2 separate regions of the Triticum aestivum genome follow, and region 1 is linked to region 2. Evidence: chromatin contacts called from public Hi-C data. All regions are on one chromosome and are shown on one strand. The core of a region is the stretch at or near the end of the contact, and the rest is flanking DNA. Distances in the headings are between cores, read along the strand shown.

Evidence for each region. Hi-C and Micro-C count contacts between places; a contact is called where the count stands out from the background.
Region 1: a contact with region 2 is called in a Hi-C map of leaf, with 3 times the contacts expected there. The contact joins the promoter of LOC123182461 here to the promoter of LOC123171570 in region 2. A contact is called at or near these places in 2 of 5 Hi-C or Micro-C datasets (both in leaf).

The regions. Positions count from the first base shown.
Region 1 is chr1D:409,738,542-409,745,449 of IWGSC CS RefSeq v2.1, forward strand. LOC123182461 (transcription elongation factor SPT6 homolog) reads left to right here and starts at 2,170. Exons shown (of 17, transcript XM_044595028.1): 1 at 2,170-2,574; 2 at 2,685-2,795; 3 at 3,076-3,211; 4 at 3,291-3,378; 5 at 3,472-3,610; 6 at 3,704-3,839; 7 at 3,950-4,211; 8 at 4,296-4,484; 9 at 4,623-4,733; 10 at 4,827-5,213; 11 at 5,358-5,468; 12 at 5,565-6,359. The coding sequence starts at 2,544.
Region 2 is chr1D:409,330,886-409,337,343 of IWGSC CS RefSeq v2.1, forward strand. LOC123171570 (EID1-like F-box protein 3) reads right to left here and starts at 4,491. Exons shown (of 1, transcript XM_044589025.1): 1 at 1,481-4,491. The coding sequence starts at 4,320. The coding sequence ends at 3,412.

The DNA.
Region 1 (6,908 bases), core at 920-3,419, 410 kb after region 2:
CAATGTGCAAATGCGGCTGTACACATCCCTGCGGCCGGCGGTCGGTTTTACATCTCTAGTTTGCATCTTCCATTGGAGTTGCTCTTTTACATCTTCAATATGCACCATCTATTGGAGTTGCCTCTTTTCCGGAGATGTAATTTTTTACATCTTCTGTTTTACATCTCCAAATTTGCATCTTCTATTGGAGATGCTCTAAATAAGGTTGTTAATGATAATCTACTTTACCTTTGCGCATGTCATCTTATTTCGAATGTAGATCAATCCATAATTTGCATTGTTAAGGGCGTCTCCAATGGCAACCCGCAAATTTCCTCCCACACCCATTCACAGACAGGGGGACCAGTCTGTGGACATGGATGCAGGAGGCCGCCATCCAACGCTGCCCGCATACATTTCAACAACAATCCGCACAACCAGATGAAATTCGTTCAAACTTGGTCGGATTTTCATACAAACCGGACGAAGTTCACGCAAACACGACGAATTTTTAGATTGCAAACATTTAGAACAAAAGAACCATCCGACCCGACCCTGAACCTACCTACGGCGGCATCTGTCGTCCATGCCGTTGTCATCCTTCACTGCTGTCGAGCACCGACGATAAGACCACTGAAGTGAAGCTGTGGTCTCTGGCGAGGAAGAGTAGAACACGAGAGACGGACCGACCCACATGGGACACAAGGCCCTGCCGCCTCCTGTGCCCTACTCATCCTCGGAGGAGTCCGCGCATTGTCCGTTGCTGGTGGACGTGAGGTCCATGATGGAAATGGTGGCGCCCGCACTGTCGTCGTCCCACATGGGCGCCTGATGGTTCGTCGGCGGTGTGCATGAGGCGAAGCTAGCGTTGTTCTCATCCGCGATCACCTGTAGCTGCGCCTCCGCGGCGGCATTACATGCTGCTCCGCGATGAAGTTGGGGTTCATCGCGGCCATGGACGCCACGACCTCCTGGCTCACACACTCACCATCGATCTGGACCTCCGCCAGCCGGTGCTGCTCTAGCAACACCGACAAAGGCACCGACGTAGGAAGCTCCTCCGCCATGGCGGCGTTGTAGTGCGCCTGCGCCATGGTGAAGATGGCATGCATAGGCGATGGCTTCGGTGCGGTGTCGTCGGAGTCCGTCTCCATCGTGGGGTCGTCCTCGTCGTCGGAGACCTCGGGCAAGCTGGACGGCAGGCCGGCCTCGATCCGCCTGGTACAGCGGCTCTGCCAGGCGGCCGCATGGCGCGGCCAACTCATGCTTTATCTCCGTCGATGGGCTCTCCCACAGAGCGTTGCCGCCGGCTGTCATGGCGAGTGTGGTGCAAGGGAGGAGGATGTGGAGCGGCTTGTGTTGTGGCATGGACTAGAGCGGGTGTGGACGCCTATAAATAGCGGAGTGCGTTGAGGCCAGGCGTCCGGGTGCGTCAATGCACGTTGCCGGAGTGGGTTTCTCGGCCGGCGAGCCTGCTTAATGGCGGCATACGGACGAACGGGGCATTGAACGGACGTGGTAAATATCCGTCCCGTCCCGTCCAGTAACGCTTCTTAGGCATTGAACATGCGTGAACACCAGGGACGCGTCGCGGGCGACGCCCTCGGCCGGTGCGCCGCTTCAATGCCGGCGCCAGTTAAAGGTCGTGTCCGCTATGTAGCCGGCTTCAATGGGGAGCGACCGGCGGCATGAATGCGGGCAGCTGGCACCGGAAGAAATACGCGCGGGCGAGGAAGGACGGTTTTGAGTGGGCCAGGGTGGTCAGAAGCAGGCAGTCCGGACGCACGCAAAGCCCCCACGTTTGTCTCCGGTTTGCGGGAGAAAGTGCGTCCGCATGCCTTGTGGACGGATGCAGGACCTCGGTGGATGGCACGCGCGGTCCGGACGTATGCAGGTGGTTCGAGGGTAGCTGCTGGAGATGCCCTAATACTAGTATATTCTTTTTGAAAAGGGTGCTAATCTTATCTTGACAGTGTTGAGGTGGGCTGGTAACAAATGCATTTTGGGTGCGATCATCTATCCAACGGGCGCTGAAAAGTTGACCCGAATATTACCACTAGACCCTGCCAAAAGAACGATGTCACAATAATACCCTCGCCGGAAGCAAAGCAGAAGCCCACTCGCAGATATTACAGGGGCCGTATTGAAAACAAACTCCCCCAAAATCCATTCATTACTTAACCGGCCTGTCCCCAATCGCAGCACACTCCTCACCGCCACCTCCAAGCCCCCGGCGACGCCCCGCCTCGACCTCGCCGCCGCTCCAGCCCACGGTTCGCGGCTCCCCGGCCGCCGCCGCCGGATTCGCCTCCTCGCCGTCGGGTGAAGTCGGTCAACCCTCGGCTCAGGCGCTTCGCATCGCCCGCGCCCCCTCGGCGTCGGCTCGGGCCCGGGCCGCTCCCTCCTTCCTCGAAACCCTAGATTCCGCCGCCCCACGCGCGGTGCGATCGTGCGGCCCGCGGCCTCCCGCGATGCCCATATAAGGAGGCCCCCTCTCCCCCCCGAGGCTCTCGACACAACCGCTCTCGCGCTCTAGGGTTTGCGCCGCCGCCGCCTCGAGGACAATGGGACGCACGGTGGTTTCCGACGACGAAGGTACGCGATTTCGTTGCCGATTCCTGCGGTTTCGCGTGTTTTGGTGCCCTCGGCGGCGGTTTGTGCGCGTTTTCTGATGGGAAAAGCTTGCGCTTCTGTTGGAACCCTAGAGGACGACTTCATCGAGGCCGAGGAAGAGGACGAGCCGCGGCCGTCGCGGAGGGCCAGGGATGATGTCGACGAGCAGGACGACGATGAGGACGAGGAGGAGGACGATGAAGGTTAGTTTCTCCTAACGATCTTTCCATTACGTTTGCTTGCGCGAGGGATTTGTTGGCTGGAGCTATCCTTTCCTCTCGATTGAGATGCTTTTATGTGCTGTGCGGTACTGTGTTTCGGGCGTTCTCTTGCTTGATTTCTTATTTCGATTGGTTTTACTGTGTATTACGATGTTTTGCTATCGATTACAGTTTGCAGCAGTTGCCTTTTTCTAGTCGAATCGCCTGTGATTGTGTTCTCGAGCTAGTATAGCAATAATTGGGTGACCTTGTTTGTGAGCAGATGAGGGACAGAATGAGTACGAGAAGGATGGCTTCATAGTGGATGATGCGGATGAAGACGAGGAAGAGGAGGAGGAGGAGGCGAGAGCTAGTGATGATGAAAGACGCAAGAAGAAAAAGAAAAGAAAGAAGAAGAGGTAGTTGCTTTTTATGCCTCGTCATGAAACAGAGTGTCTTATTCTTTATGAGTTTCTAAACTGCAAGAAATGTGGCCAGAGAGACGGAGGATTTCGAGCTTGATGAGGATGACTACATGTTGCTCCAGGATAATAACATTACTGGCATCACTCGTCCGAAGCCTCCTGTATGCTTTAAGATAATCTTTGTGTCTGTTTTGGACTTCCATGAGTTTTTGCATGCTTCTCAGTAATGTGCCTTCTCATTTTGCTGACGGTAGGAAAATAAGTTTAAGCGGTTGAAGAAGGCAGGACGGGAATCTGAAATGGATGGGCGCTCTGGCTTCTCCGATCATGACGGAGCAGGAAAAAGCCGGACTGCTGAGGAGACAGTTCGTAGCTCCTTGTTTGGTAATGAAGGTACCTGCTTCTGAATCCTCTTCACTTTGCTTGTTTTCCAATGCTGGAAGTTTCCTGTCTAATTTTTAATTTGCTGCAATATCATTTGCTCAGAACCGTTTGAGGAGGATTTTGTCGAGGAGGATCAGCAGGTAGATGAAGATGAGGTTGGTGAAGATGATATGGATGATGAAATGGGCGATTTCATTGTGGACGAAGAGGAAATCGATGTGAATGGCCAAGTTGTGAAGTATGCTCTTATGTTCCGTATTGTGTGTTAATGGTTCTCTATCCATGTGAAATTATTCAGACCTTATATTTGTTATTATTATTAAATGCACACATGCTATTGTACTGCAGAAGGAAGAAGGTTAAAAGAAAGCCTCTGCGACAAGCTGCAGGTGTATCATCATCTGCGCTACAAGAGGCCCATGATATATTTGGGGATGTTGATGAGCTATTAGCACTAAGAAAACAAGAGCTTGAGAGGGATGCTATTAATTCCGGCGAGTTGAGAGGAAACAGGCTTGAAGATGAGTTTGAACCATTTATTCTCGCAGAAAAGTATATGACACCAAAGGATGAGCAGATAAAAGAAACTGATATACCTGAGAGGATCCAGGTAAGTTACCAGTTAGACATGTTGGATGTCTGTCTTGATTTTGGTTTGTAATGCGTATCTGATTCTTAATTGCTTCTTCCTCAGCTGTCTGAAGAGTTAACTGGCCATCCTATAGATGGTGATGCAAATAGTGAGGAGGAAAGTGTATGGATACACAACCAACTAACCGGGGATGGATTTCTGTCCCTTTTTGGCAAAGAGCAAGTGAACAGGGAGATTCATCAGAGCGACATCGTGAATGTCTTGAACATGCTACATACCCACAAATTTGAAGTACGAAAAACTATAGGATCTCATTGCATAATTTCTTATGTTTGATCTGCTGACTTGGTTATTGTTTCACATCAGATTCCATCTCTGTGCGTAATTTCTTATGTCTGATGTGCTGACATAGGTATTGTTGCCTGTCAGGTTCCATTCATTGCAATGTATAGGAAGGAAAGTTGCCTGAGTCTGGTAAAAGATAACGATGCCAATGAACAAGCAAATGAAGAAGAGACGCGTAAAATGAAGTGGCATAAGGTAACTGACCAGTGTCCACTACTAGACAGGTGTTAGGCCCCCCTGATTATCAAGATTTTACAATTGCTGACACAGTTTGTCTGTTGTTTGTAGCTGCTTTGGGCTGTTCAGACCTTAGACAGAAAGTGGCTTCTTCTTCAGAAGCGCAAGGTTGCTTTGCAGATTTATTATGAGAGAAGATATGATGACGAGAAACGAAGAATAGACGATGTTACAAGGCAGGCACTTAATCGACAACTCTACCACTCTATCATTGATGCACTGAAGGAAGCAAAATCAGAGAAAGAAGTGGAGGATGTTGACGCGAAATTCAATTTACATTTCCCTCCTGGTGAAGTTGAAGAAGTAGGTCAATTTAAGCGACCAAAAAGGAAATCCTTGTACAGTATTTGTCACAAGGCAGGATTGTGGGAGGTTGCTAACCAATTTGGTCGGAGTGCTGAGCAATTAGGCCAACATCTAACTTTAACGAGGATACCTGTACGTGATCTAACTCACACTTTGCATTATCCTTCTATGGAAGGATACTGCATATGCAACCTATCCTTTATCTGCATATATGACATTCTGTCCTGGCTAAATCTATTGTACCCGTGACACCTTTTCTGCTTCTGCTGCTTTCAGGAAGCGGGTGAGCTTGACAGTGGGAAAGATTCTCCTGAAGATGTTGCTGCAAATTTCACATGCGCAATGTTTGAAACGTCACAAGATGTCCTTCGGGGTGCCAGACACATGGTACCAACATCTTACAAGTTTAACCAGTCCTCATAGGAAGCTAGGCTATTCATTTCATCTGACTTGATCCAGTTTCATTTATTTTTATCTTATCAGGCAGCAGTTGAGATCGGTTGTGAGCCTATTGTAAAAAAGCATATCAGGGGTATCTTCATGGATAAAGCAGTTGTATCAACAAAGCCCACACCTGAGGGCAGTTCGGTCATAGATACTTACCACCAATTATCAGGTGTGGAGTGGCTGCAAGAGAAACCACTAAGCAAGTTTGGAGATGCACAGTGGCTTCTTATTCAGAAAGCAGAGGAAGAAAAGCTTCTCAAGGTTACCATAACATTGCCAGAGGATGCAAAGAAAGCGCTCATGTCTGAGGCTCGTGAGAATTACTTAAGTGACTGTGTCAGCAAGTCTGCACAACTGTGGGATGAGCAACGGAAGATGATACTGGATGATGCCTTCTTGAATTTTCTATTTCCAGCAATGGAAAAGGAAGCTCGATCACTGTTGACAGCAAAAGCCAAATGTTTTCTGTCTATGGAATATGGGAAACAGTTCTGGGACAAGGTTTCTGTTGCTCCTTGGAAGAAGAAGGATGCGGACAAGAAGGATGCGGACATTGATCTGGATGATGAGTCAGAGTTAAGAGTAATGGCCTGCTGCTGGGGTCCTGGGAAGCCAGCAACCACATTTGTAATGCTAGACTCATCAGGAGAATTGGTTGATGTTCTGTATGCTGGTTCTATTAGTCTTAGATCTCAAGGTGTTGCTGAGCAGCAGCGTAAGAGAAATGACCAGCAGAGGGTTCTGAAGTTCATGACTGACCATTCGCCACATGTTGTGTGTGTAGGAGCTTCGAATTTGAACTGCAGACAACTCAAGGATGATATTTATGAGGTATTATTTTATTTGTTTGCAAGTGAATTATGGCTGTTATTGTTTCTGTTCATAAGTATATGCTTGATGTTTGTTCTCCTTTCATCTGTTCGTTATTTCGGCTGTCATAATGTATCACCATGTCCGGTCACGACCACATGTGATCAGTTATCGTTGCCAATGCAGAAATCATTATTGTTGCTCTTCTTTTGTCAATTGCATGCAAGCATATTTTTCTCCTACTGTGATGTGTAGACACAGAAATGCCATCACGTGTTCTGCTAGGGGATTCCCTGGGTTGGCAATTCCTTCTAATGCTTACTGGCACTCTTCCATCATAAAAACTAGAGGATACCCCCGCGTTGCTGCGGGAATTGGTTGATGAAAATTTCGGTTGGTAACATGAGAACCAAAATAAAATATACATATGACTTGTTATATTTGATAGTGTAGAGTTGTAACAATATTTATTGAATATAAGTATTGAATGGAAAACATCATCCCATGCATAGTTGAATGTTGTGGTGGGTCTTCCTAGCATGATTGCATGTTGAGGTGGGCATTATCCCC
Region 2 (6,458 bases), core at 3,241-5,740:
CTCAATGTTGGCCAATCTTGTTGCGTGAAATGAGGTTCACTCATTTGATCTTGGTTCATGGGTGGGGGAGTGCTAGCAACCAACGGGGAGGGGTTCCGGTTCAAGTCCAAATGCAAAGTAGACTCAACCTTCTTGGAGGCAAATAACTCAAGAGCCTTGTCTAGAGATTCGGCAACCGTCTCCATGTATGCAACCCAATGTTGCTCGGAGTTCACACGCATTGTCTTCCAACGGATGTGCATTTCAAAACCAACATTATGCCTTCCCTCGAACTCAACAACGTCACTTGGGTCCATCCAATTCAAATCCTTCCTCGCTTGTTCCAAGAGCTCCGCATAGCTAGGACTACTCTCAAACACTATGTCAAGCTCATCCGGGTCCGGCTCAACATTGCCTTTCAAAAAGGCCTCTTTATCCACATGATGAACATAAACACATGTTCTTCCCATCCCTACAATAATAAAAAACACATATATCAAGTACTCCCTCCTTTCGGAATTACTTGTCTCGAAAATGGATGTATCTAGAACTAAAATACGTCTAGATACATCCATTTCCGCGAGAAGTAATTCTGAACGGAGGGAGTAAGTACTTAACCAAGTATTTGCACAAAATACATAAGCCCTAACATAGATATGAAACAACAACCCTTACCCCCACTTAACAATAACAACAACCCTAATAATAGCATAACCCTAACCCTAACCCCAACATAAAAACACACATAACCCTAACCCTAGCATAGTATGAAACCTAACCCTACCAAATTAGCAAAGAAACATAACATGTTTGAACACAAATTTCCAAATCCAAGCCAAAACTAGAGTTTCCCCAAACTAGCAAGATTTGAGGAAGTGTGACAATTCCTATGGATGAAAAAGAGGGGATCGGAGGAGTTTACCTTAAGGGAGGGGTTGGCTTTGAAATCCACGGACAAATACTCCGGATTTGCAAGATTTGAGAAGGATTTGAGAGGGAGAAGAGGGGGGCGCTTTGCTTCACCTTGTGGGTGGGGTGGGGGTGAGTGGGGTGAGGGGGTGGGGCTAGCCAAAGTGGCAAACAGACAGTGCACCGCCTAAGGGCCGGGCGCTGCACATTACAAGTGTGGCGGCCAAGCGATAGGCATTGCACTGCTGTCTGTGGGGCCGCGCCTGGCCCCGGGCTGCCACGCTGGCCGAAGGTGCGACGCCTAAGGAAAGACGCTGCACCGTAGTGTGCGGCGCTTTGCTGTCGGACGCCACCTTTAAAAGGGTCAGCAGCGTGAATTTTTTTCAAAAATAGTTTAAATTTTGATTTGATTTCATCCTCAGATCAAATATGTGTTTTCTGCCTCGCGCTCGCCCATTAATTTATTTCAGGTAAGTTTGGGCCGCGAGAGGTCGCTCGAAAGAGCCAAGTCTGTAGCTCGCGCCGCACCAACGCACGTCGCTTCTGAACCGCTACAAAAACCACAACAGCTGTGCGGCAGTGCAAAAATTGATTGCAACAAGGCCACAGGAGCCAAGAGATTATACAAAAGCCAACAAAACAAACGGGAAAAAGCCGCGGAATATGCTTCTATTCTATTGCATTTTCATGTGGCTAAGAGCATCTCCAGCCGTTGGCCTCTCAGGAGGGGCTAAAAATCGCCCCCTGGAGACGCACCGGCGCTAAACCACGTGCTGGGGGCGTGATGCCCCAGTCGCGGCGCCCACGTTTTTTTTTTTAAACTTAAATACGGCGCAAACGCGGCTCAAATTTAATGCCAACATCGGCGAGTTCGTTCAAATTTAAACATATTTTATAAAAAAAGAAAAAAACTACTAGGGGCTGCTCCTCGCCGTCTCCATCGCCGTTCCTCGCCATCTCCCTCGCCGCTCCTCGCCACCCGCCCTTGCAGTTCTACATGCTGAGGAGGCTGTAGAACCGCGTGTAATTGCCGCCGCCGTCGTCGCCGCCGCCGTCGTCGCCGCCGCCTCCGCCACCGCCGTCCCTGCTGCATCTCTCCCCTGGTTGGCGCGGCGGGTTGGACGGTCCGGGGGCGTTCTCGTCGTCGTCGCTTCGAAGATCACGACGCCGTGCTCGTCCTCGCGCCCACGTTTGCGGGCTTCTATCTCATCCAGGGCCCGGCGCTGCCGGACCATCTCGTCCCGGTAGTAGTCGTCCCGAGCCCACTGTAGGGCCTCCTCGTCGGAGAAACCGCGTCGGGCTATCTCCTCGTACTCCGGGGGGCTCCGGCTTGGGCTCGACGAGGACGAAGCGGCCGGAGGGGGGTGGAGTCGCCGATGCGGACGCCGGAGCTGCGGGTGCATGCGCTGACAGGCGTGTCCTGGGGCTCCGGCTTGACGGGGCGGAGGCAAGGAGAGCCGGACGAGCGGCCGGACGAGGAGGAGGACGCCCCGGGCCGGTCCATGCGCCTCAGCGTCCAGGAGCTCCCACGGCGGCGTGAGAAGGACGGGGGAGAGGGGTACTCGAGGCGCGGCGTGTTGCCGCCCTCGATGTACTCGAGGACGGCCTCCAACGTGCGGCCGGGCACGCCCCACCACCGGCGCCGGCCCTCGGAGTTGAGCCTGCCGGAGGGCACGACGCCGTTCGTCGCCTTGAGCTGTTCGGCGTGGCGGCGGCGGAAGTAGGGCTCCCAGAGCGGGCTGTCGGGGGTGTACCGCGGGCCTTCCCTCGCAACCCGCGGCACGGACGCACGGATACGTGCGATCTCCGCACGCCGCGCCGCCCCGGTGGGTGGTGGTGGCACCGGCACGCCGCTGGCGCTGATCCTCCACGCCCCGAGCACCCGCATGTCCGGCGGGACCGGGTACTCGGCCTCGAAAAGGAGGCGAGCCTCGTCCTCATGAAGATGGCGGCGCCCGAAGCCATTCGCCGCCGCGCCGTCGCCTGGAAAGCGCTCGGCCATTCTTCTGAACTGGAGACGGCGAGAGGAGGCGAGGGAGGAAGGGGGAGAAATGGGCGCGTCGGCGGTGGAGGATCTGTGCGTGTCTCCAGCGCGCTGGTGGTCGGCTTATATAGGCGGAAGCGCCGCGTAGTACGCGTGGCCGGCGCGTTACGCGTGGCGGGCAAGGGGACGCGCGTCGCCCGGCCTTCACTGCGCCGTCCGTGAGGCATCAATGGAGGCTGACCGGTGCGGCAGCGCGCGCAGCTTTGACATTGATTCGTCGCGGGGAACGAGGCGATGAGGACGACGAAGTGGCGAGAAGAGAGTCGAGTCGCTGGCAAGGGGGGCCCGCGGCTCTTCGCGCAAAAACGATTCGCCCGGCGCCCCCGAGCTCGCCGGGTTCGGGTTGGGTCCGCCGGCGCCAATTTCGACCGCTTTTGGGAGCGCGACGGGGCTTTTTTTTTTACGCCGGCGGCCGAAAAATCGCATGGGGGGCCTCGTCGGGGGCGCAGCTGGAGATGCTCTAAGACAAGCTCTTCGCGTCACAGCTCCGTGTGCCCGTCGGCGGTGGCAGTGAATCCGTCGTCGTCAGAGTCGGTGTCCTCGCCACCGCGGCCGCGCTGGCGCTCGCCGTCGCCATCGCTGTCGCTGGAGGAGAGGCGCGCGAGCCAGCAGCTGCCGTGGAGGTGGCCGCTGACGCAGACGAAGTACTCGAGGCGGCCCTCGTGCGCGCCGAGGCGGCGGCACGCGCTGCGGGGCGCGAGGCCGGCGGCCGTGACGCTCCAGACGCGCGCGCCGCAGTAGGGGCAGCGCACGCGGGGCTCCAGCGGGGCGCGGCCGCCCACCAGGCATGCGCGCGTGCGCGAGCGCATGAAGCCGCGGAACACGCCGCGGTAGGCGCCCACGTCCTCGTCGTCGCCGGCGCCGGCCGCCGCGTGCTCGCACGGGTCCGACACGTACAGCAGGTCCCCGCCGCACCGCCGCGACAGGAAGCTCCGGCCGGACGTCTTGGAGAAGCGCGACACGGGCGCGAAGTGGCCCCGCACGCCCGCCCCGGCCGCGCCGCAGCAGTAGAGGAGCAGCTTCGCCAGCGCCGGCCACCCGCCGCCCACGCGGCCCGACGAGGCCGAGGAGCCCGTGGTGAGTGCGGACACCATCCGCGGCGCGCGCGAGACGCAGAGCTCCCGCCACAGCACGCGCTCCGCGACGGCGCGCAGCCGGCGGCTGACCCGCGCCACGGAGCACAGCGCCTGCGGGTCCCAGTTGAGCGCGCGGAACACCAGCGCCAGCACCTGCTCGTCCAGGATCCCCACGTTGACCCCGCGGATCCGCGCCCCAATGCCGCGCCCCCCGCTGCTCAACTCGTCGGCGATGCCGCCGCTCGCGCTCGCCTTGCTGCCGCCGGCGCTGCCGACGCGCAGCCGCCTCATCTCCCGCGTGCCTTCGCTCATACTACCAGCTGAATGTTAGTCGACCCAGTTACCCGACCTGGTGGATGTGGACTCTGAGCGTGACTGTAACTCGCGTGCCCGAGCGCGGAGCGGGGCGGCGCCGGCGGGTGGGCAGTTATATACGCGCACGCCCGTCCCGTCCGTGCTCCCTGGAGGCGACCCCGACCCGGCCGGCCACCCCGGCTCCTCGTGTCGCCGCGCGGCGCGTGACAATTGTACGGTTCAGCCGCGATACTATCGATGATGCGGTTGCGATCAGAAAAGCGATCCTTGTCGCACTCCCCCCGCAAGCAAAATATCTCCGTCATCCCCGCACGCTAATCCCTCTTGCCTTGCGTGCCGTGCCTCTCCGCCAAAACAGTGCCAGCAGCACCTGTGTCGCCACCGACCGTCCAAAATTGCTGCCCGGACAGAGCGCGCCGGTGCTGCGCATGCGGGTGCAGACTGCAGCACAGCGCTGCTCGCCATCCCCAAAATATCTTGCGCGCACACTGCCCATCTTAGTTTACTTGGACGTACTGGATCATGTATCATGCGAGCTCAGTTTACTTAGCTGACGTACTCTATCTATGGCGGGCACACTGGCGGGCGGGACACGTGCCCCGGCGGTCGCACCTGCGCGCCCGTGCTCTGGGGCGACACGTGCCGGCCGGGCCTCGCTCGGCGGGGACGCGTGGCGGGATCACGGCGGCTGGCACCGGATGGTCTCAGGATTCGGTTGGCTCCTCGCCCGGGCTGGCGGCGGTGCGGACGCGTGTGGCTGCTGGGAAGCCGACGCGCGGAAATATCTGGGGCTACGCGGCGCGCCTGGGTTGGCCGAGCGGCACACGCGTCGCGGAGCTGGCTCGGTCACTCGCTGCGTGCGTTCCGTTTCTTTGCCGCTACGTACGTACTGGATGAAGATCCGCCAATCATCAATCCTGCTGCGCGCACGACGGTGGGATTGCATTTTCTTTGTCCTCTTGCGGGAGAGGGATGGAAATGTACGTTACGCAGGGTTTGACAAAGTGGCGTCTCGGATGGCACTCGCTCCGGTGCGATGGGAATGGGATGCCCACCAAACGGGTTTGCTGGTCAATCATTCGTGGTGTCGGGGCGATGTCATGGAGGAAGCATCGCCTCGCAGTTCACACAAGCATTTTTTTTTGTTGGAATCACGCAAGCATGCTTGTTACTGTCGTCAGGTGCTACTGTGCTAGTAACACAGCGTAGCAGCATCGCATCAGAGTTCTTGCCTTGTCCACAAAAAAAAAGGATTTCGTGCGGAAACATACGAGGTTTTTCTTGAAATGTTAAGTAGCTTGGCTTCCATGCACGTATCTTCATGCGACTTTTTTCTTGAAATGTTAAGTAGCTTGGCTTCCATGCACGTATCTTCATGCGACTTTAGCGGTCATGTCACGTTTCGGAAGCGCTAGCTGTAAAACCGCCGCGCGCGAACGTCTTCTCGTCTTTTTTGGCTATCCACTCCCTTTCACTCACTCACTCGTTCTCTCAAATCCCTTTTGCCCCGGCACCTCCTCCTGTCTCCGGCTTCACTCTGCCGCCGGCATCCCCCTACCGCCGCTCCTCTCAGGCACGTGCGCCGGGGGGGGGGGGGGGGGGGGGGGGACCATGAGGGCACAAAAATCCGCACCATTGCGACGTGTATTGTGACGGCGGCCTGTTTGTGTTCCCATCAGAGGACGGGCGACCCGCACCATTGCGACGTGTATTGTGACGGCGGCCTGTTTGTGTTCCCATCAGAGGACGGGCGACAACGGGGCCTGTCCCATGCCGACCCATTCCGGAATAGGATGTCGCTGCTAATGGGGTCACCTCTACTACTGGTAGGGTCAACGACCTGACATCTAAAGCCCACCTAGGGTCCCCCATTATCATTGGAGGGTCCCAGGACCTCAGGCGCATTCGCATGCGCACCGCCGAAGATCCACTCGGATAGACTGACTACACTCGGATGTCCTCCCTCCAGTCGACCCAGCCACTGCCGCTCGAACAGAGAAGACGTAGGGACAATGTGGGAGCCGCAATGGTTAGGTGATCTTAAGTCAGACTTCAAGCATAGTTAAGGCTGTCGTTACATGTAACTCCTGTAGTCATAGCTATTTAAACCTGTAACTGTCATAGTTATAGTCATT